2 separate regions of the Rattus norvegicus genome follow, and region 1 is linked to region 2. Evidence: chromatin contacts called from public Hi-C data. All regions are on one chromosome and are shown on one strand. Each heading gives the region's core, a stretch centred on a gene start, on an enhancer-like site or on the middle of the called end of the contact. The rest is flanking DNA. Distances are from core to core; before and after follow the strand shown. Region 1 overlaps Zfp362 (zinc finger protein 362). Region 2 holds the start of Tlr12 (toll-like receptor 12).

What was found. Hi-C and Micro-C count contacts between places; a contact is called where the count stands out from the background.
Region 1: a Hi-C map of the A7r5 cell line shows a contact between it and region 2, with 5 times the contacts expected there. The contact joins the enhancer-like site here to the promoter of Tlr12 in region 2. A contact is called at or near these places in 7 of 12 Hi-C or Micro-C datasets (the A7r5 cell line, Schwann cells, frontal cortex and 2 more) and 1 of 1 datasets of contacts at active chromatin or transcription factors (oligodendrocytes).

The regions. Positions count from the first base shown.
Region 1 is chr5:146,406,078-146,409,097 of GRCr8, reverse strand. Zfp362 (zinc finger protein 362) reads left to right here. Exons shown (of 8, transcript NM_001191612.1): 6 at 1,172-1,250; 7 at 1,379-1,537. Among named protein-coding and RNA genes, the nearest start is that of Zfp362, 19 kb to the left of the region's middle. Within about 2 kb of position 1,562, at least 38 of the 93 cell types and tissues checked have an H3K27ac peak or open chromatin away from gene starts, as enhancers often do. A contact at or near this core is called in the A7r5 cell line, Schwann cells and kidney, where this site is marked.
Region 2 is chr5:146,246,687-146,249,975 of GRCr8, reverse strand. It overlaps Tlr12 (toll-like receptor 12), which reads left to right and starts at 1,412. Exons shown (of 1, transcript NM_001108682.1): 1 at 1,412-3,289. The coding sequence starts at 1,412.

The DNA of each region.
Region 1 (3,020 bases), core at 313-2,812, 160 kb before region 2:
GCTAGGGGGAAGATGCTAGGAACAGGATCCCGGTGATGGGCGCGGTCTGACATTTTAGTGCTGGAAACTGAGACCTTTGTAGGTAGTGGGGACAGGCAGTTCAGTCCGTTGTCCAATGGCTGCTCCTCCTTGAATCTCTTTCTGAGGTAGGCCTGAGCTGGCTGCCTCATACAGCGATAAGTCAGTGGTAGGGGCAGGTCTTGGCCCAAGAGGATCCCTTTTATGACTCCACTGTGAGAAGGCCAGTGTATGTGGACATGCCCATGAAAGAGGTATGGTAGGGGACTATGTGGGAGTGTTGAAGGCCCCACGTGCCAGCCAGAGAGCAAAGGCCTTCCTGAGGCTCGAGGCTGTATGTGTGCCAGGGAAGGGAGTGTGATGCAGAAAGCCGGGACAGAGAGGAGGACCCAGAAACGAAGGCAGAATGTGAACGCTAGGGTAAGGGCCGGGGACCCTGTCCCAGACAAACAGGGCCATAGTGGGGGTTGCTGAGCCAGGACCGGACAAGGGCAGGCCCCAGGGATGACATCATAGCTGAAGTCGGAGGATACTGAGGCTGAGGACTCACAGAGTAAGCTGGACAGTTGGCACATGTGGATGGACAGTGTCCGGAGGGGGTGGTTTGCTGGTCGAGAGGTTTGATGCATTTCTATGGAAGAATCTAAGTCCCTGGAGGGACCCATGTTAGTCAGCCAACCAACACACTCAAGCAGCAGCATCTGGCAAGCAGCACGCCTGAATCTTATGTGAATCTTATTTCTGTTGTCAGTGGCTAACTTTAGCGACTAGGAGCCTCCTCCGTCTGTCTGTAGTCCCCAGCTGTCTACTGAGCTTACATCAGACTCTGGGGAGGTGGCAGGGGTAAAACCCAGAGAGGTCTAGCTCTCATAGAGGGAGCCAAGAAAACAGCCACACTGTAGGGTGCCACAGGGAATTGGGGGAGTGGGAAACTGTGTTCAGACCAGCCACAGAGTCCAGAGAGGGATGCCGGTGGCCGTTGTAGGCCCTAGCTCTTATTTGGGGTCTACTGTCGACCACCACAGAAAGTGAGTGGGGGCTGGGGAGAGAGGTACTTGGCAGCAAAGGTCTAGCTGTGACCAGGCAAGGGCTCTGCTGGGACTGCCGTGGGGGTGTGGCAGGGGTAACTCCCTCACTGGGCCTGCTCTTGCAGAATCCACACAGGCGACAGACCCTACAAGTGCCCACATCCTGGCTGCGAAAAGGCTTTCACTCAACTCTCCAACCTCCAGGTGAGTGCCTGCCTGCCATCCCACGCCACCCCCACTCCCAGCTGCGGCCCCCATTCCAGGGGCCCGAGAAAGGGGTGGGAGGTGGGGTACAGTCAGCGCCTCACATCCCCTTGTCACGTTCTCTACAGTCTCACCAGCGTCAGCACAATAAGGACAAGCCCTACAAATGTCCCAACTGCTACCGGGCCTACTCAGACTCCGCCTCCCTCCAGATCCACCTCTCCGCCCATGCCATCAAGCACGCCAAGGCCTACTGCTGCAGCATGTGCGGGCGGGCCTACACCTCGGTGAGTCCTGCTGCCTGGCACCAAGTTCCAGAGCCTAGAGGCAGGGCTGTGGGCCTGGGATTCTCTTAGCCCAGGAGTGCAGAGTTCCTTCCTACTTGGTGCAGCTGCAGTCCCTGCCAAGTCCAGCAGGGGGCACAGTACCATCGTCAGAGACACCAATCCTTCAGGGAAAGGGGACCAGAGATGGTTCTTGGGTGGGAAAACCCTCCAGAGAGCCTTGGGTACTCGGGTAAGTCAGTTATGTGCACGCTTCTAGCCCTTTGGCTGTTCGGGCAACAGGCCACATAGCCAAGAGTGTTCACAGGTATTGTCCCCTCCTGCTATGGAGTGAGTGTTCACAGGCATTGTCCCCTCCTGCTATGGAGTGAGTGTTCACAGGCATTGTCCCCTCCTGCTATGGAGTGGCTACTTACAGGGCTGGCTGCTGGCTAACAGGGAGGTATCAACAGGCCAGTGACTTATTCTTTACTGTCCACTTGACACTGAGTCATGCACTAATGAGTCAGAGAACACAAGTCCGTCGGACTACTGACACAAGCAGGGATTAAATCCGTAACCGAGTGATCTTTTACTGGTAGGTAGCGGTTACTGTTTCAGAGCAGAACTGACTGCTCAGAACTGGCCCCAGAAACCCTGGGCAGGATGCCCCTCTGGGGCTGGACACTTCCTCATGTCTGGTAAGATGTTAAGCAACCTCTGTGTCTACCCACCGGATGCGGATAGCAAGCTCTCCTCTCGGAGATGAGATCACCAGAAATGTGCTGAGACTCTGGGTATGTCCCCTGGAGGGGACAGCCCCTTTTCAGTTGGGAACCAGTGTTTTGAAAGACAGTAAAGAGTCTGAGGAGACAAAGTTGGGGGACGGTCCAAATAAGGTCCTCTGAGGAAGGGACACATACTAACTTTCTGTCACGGTCTCAGACAGTTGATTTAGAAGATGAAGGGTTTGTTTTGGCTTCTGGATATCACGGTTTCATCCCGGGTCCTCGTGTTTGCTCATCATGCAGGTTGCTGACTGTCCTCAGCCCCTGCTCTCTGTAGCAAAATCCAAACATCCTATCATTTTGTTTGCAAAAAGCTTTCTGTCTCTAAGGGCCATGGCTCCTTTTAGAAACACACTCACGATATCTTTATAGCCCCTTTCCCAAAGGCCCTGTTGTCCAATACCCAGAGGGCGTGGGAATAGTCATTTGTCAATGCCGTGTTTTTATTTATAGAATTTTTATTTTTAAAGAGCAAGACCCAAGTAATATTCCTGTATTATCCTGTGTCTTAGTTAGGGCTTTATTGCTTCAAAGAGACACCATAACCACAGCAACAATCACAAAGGAGAACGGCTAACTGGGGCTGGCTTACAGTTCAGAGAGGTTCAGTCCGTTATCGTCATGGCGGGAAGCATGGTGGCACGCAGGCAGACATGGTGCTAGAGGAGGAGCTGAGAGTTCTGCATCTTAATCTGTAGGCAGCAGAAGTGAATGCCACA
Region 2 (3,289 bases), core at 163-2,662:
CCCCCCACCGCTTCCTAGGTAAGTGCTCTACCACTGAGCTAAATCCCCAGCCCCGTGTTCCTTCTTTTAGTACCTTTAACTACCATTCTCATCTGCCTGGCCGTTCTCAGTCTCCACTCTAACACTCAGCGGAAACGTAGTTGTCTTATTCCCAGCTTTAAGTCGAAGGCGCTGAGGATGATGTGGTCTTGTTGATCCCGGAGAGCTGTGCCATTCGAAGTTAACGGGATCTCCTTCTCTCTGAGTTTGTTAGTTTTTCAAATCATGAACAGATGTTGATTTGTGCCGAATGCGTTCCTTCGCAGTTTGAGGTGATCACAAAGCTCCTTTCTTTCTCCTTCTATTCCTCCCTAGGACCCAGCCCTGTCCTGGAAGTGGGGGCCTTTCCTTTCTTGCCCCAGCCTCAGAGAGCAGGGGTGGAGCCCTCCCTACACCCAGTCTTCTCAGGTCAAACTGATGCCTTTGGGGATTTTCCAGGAGGAGCCTAAAAGAGGTCCACGACAGCATCATGTCGATGCATTCTTTTGCTTATAAAACATCCCCGTTTGTGTTTATCCGAGAACTTTGGGGGGGGGGGTCAGTAAAGCAAGGAAGTCATAATGAAAGTAACAAGGCGAAAACCCCATGCTGATTTGAATCTGTGTTTGCAGCAATCCTACCCAGCAAGCTGGAGTTGGTCTGCTTGGACAGGACAGAGAACACAGGCTCAGAGAGAGGGGAGATGCCTTTCTTTTTTTTTTTTTTTTTTTTTTTTTTTGGTTCTTTTTTTTCGGAGCCGGGGACCGAACCCAGGGCCTTGTGCTTCCTAGGTAAGCGCTCTACCACTGAGCTAAATCCCCAGCCCCAGGGAGATGCCTTTCTTGAGGGTGGTGCAAAGCCAGACCAGGCTCTACTTACAGAGGGGTGGGGGGATGGCGATGTAGCTCAGTTGCATGCTGGCCCAGCAGGCTGGGAAGCCTGGGTTCTAACCACACCGCGTACTGTTCTAGTTAGTGGTGCACAGCCGTAATGCCAGCACTGGGGAGGTGGAAGTAAGGCAACCAGAAGTTCAAAGGAGTCTTTTCAAATTGAGCTCACGGACAGCCTGGGCTACACGTAAAAAAGAAAACAACAAGGAGAAAAGAAACTCTGTTTGCTTCTCCTAACAGACATGTGAGACCCACATCCCTCTACTTCGCTCCTGTAGGTTCTTTCCCCTCCCTTGGAACCTCAGTGCTAAATGTCTCCAAGTCTGCTTCCTCCCTTCCCAACCTCTACAGTGGAAGGCCCCGAGACCCTTTGTCTCTGCTCCCAGACCTTGAAGTACTCTGAGGTGGATGAGATCCCGTCAGTGTTGTGAGTATTGGCAACGTGCGTGTGTGGAGGGGTAGGAGTCCGAAGTCCTCTCTGCTCGGTTTCTGCTGGCCTTGAGATGGGCAGGTCCTTCCTGCTGCCCGGTCTCCTCCTTTCACTGCCTCTGGTAACAGGGTGGACCACTCCCAAATGCCTGGTGACTGAAGGCTCCCAACTGCCCCTGGTCTCCCGCTATTTCACACTCTGCCACTACTCCAAGCTGTCCTTTCTTGCTGCATGCTTCCCTGTGAGCAACCTGACGCAGACCTTGGAAGCTGTGCCTCGGAATGTGGAGGGGCTCTGCCTCAGTGGTTCTGTGTCTACTCTGCTTCCGGATGCCTTCTCTGCTTTCCCTGGACTCAAGTTCCTGGGACTGAATCTGCACCTTACCCGACTCCTGCCAGGAGCTCTCCGGGGCCTGGGACAGTTACGGAACCTCTCTTTTGTTGACCAACCTTCTGGAAAGAACTCTCTCTTTCTACCTCCTGATGCCTTTGGTGACCTGATTTCCCTCCAGAGACTCCATTTCTGTGGCCCCTGTCTGAATAAGAAGGCAGGTGTCCGTCTACCTTCCAGTCTGCAATGGCTCTCTGTCACAATCAGTTGCCTTCAGGACTCAGGAGAGCTGGCTGGTATATTCCCAGATCTGGTGCAAAATTCCTCCTCCAGGGCTTCGTGGACCCTGAAGAAGTTGGATCTGTCATTAAACCAGAAGCTGAAGATGGCTACTCCTGGGTCCCTACAGGGTCTCCAGGTGGAGATTCTGGACCTGAGGAAAACACAACTGGATGCTGGGGCAGTGAAGGGCCTGGGACTTCAGAAACTCAATGTTTTGTATGCACCGACTGCCACGGCCGAGCTGGCTGCTGAGACTGCTGCCCACTTTGAGCTGCAGGGCCTGAATGTGGACAGAAGCAAGATAGGAAATATATCTCAGGAGGCCCTGGCTTCCTGCCATAGCCTGGAGACCTTGAGTCTGTCAGACACTGGACTGACTAAGCTGCCACCAGGCTTTCTGGCTGCCATGCCTAGGCTTCGGAGACTGAACCTGGCCGGAAACCAACTACAGAGCACCATGCTGTGTATGAATGAGACAGGAGACGTGTCAGGACTCTCAACTCTGGATCTGTCAGGCAATGGGTTGCGCATCCTGCCTCCAGCCACCTTCTCCTGTTTACCACACTTGCGAGAGCTGCTGCTTCAGGACAACCAGCTGCTTTCCCTGGAGGGGCACCCGTTCCAAGATCTACAGCAACTAGAGACCTTGAAGCTGGATAGGAACCCCCTGCTTAACCTGGGGAAGAACTGTTTGGCTGCTCTGCCTGCATTGACTACCCTTAGCCTGCTAGATACCCAAATATTGCACAGCCCAGATGCTGGCTTCTGGGGAGCAAGGAGTCTGCATACCTTACACCTGAGCTTGCCCCCTCTCTCTGCTCCGGCAGTATTGTCCCTGCCCATGTATCTGACCAGTTTAGAGCTTCATGTAACCCCAGGCTTGAAGCATTGGACACTGTCCCCAAATATCTTTCCTTTCTTGGAGACCTTGACCATAAACGGCAGGGGACTGAAGCTGGGGGTCCAAAATGCCTCTGAGGTCTTCCCTGCTCTCCAGCATCTCTTTCTGCTCCAGAATAGCTTGGATGCCTTCTGCTCCCAGGACGCCTCCAGCATTTTTCTCTGGCAGCTCCCCAAACTTCAGTCCTTGAAGGTATGGGGTGCTGGAAGTAATTCCAGACCCTGCCTCATCACTGGGCTGCCCAGCCTGCAGGAGCTAAAGCTGGAGTCTCTACAGTCCATCACCCAGCCCCGCTCAGTACAGCTGGAGGAGCTGGTGGGTGACCTTCCACAACTCCAGGCGTTACAGCTGTCCAGCACAGGGCTCAAATCCCTGTCGGCTGCTGCTTTCCGGCGCCTGCACAGTCTCCAGGCCTTAGTGCTGGACAGTGAGAAAGAC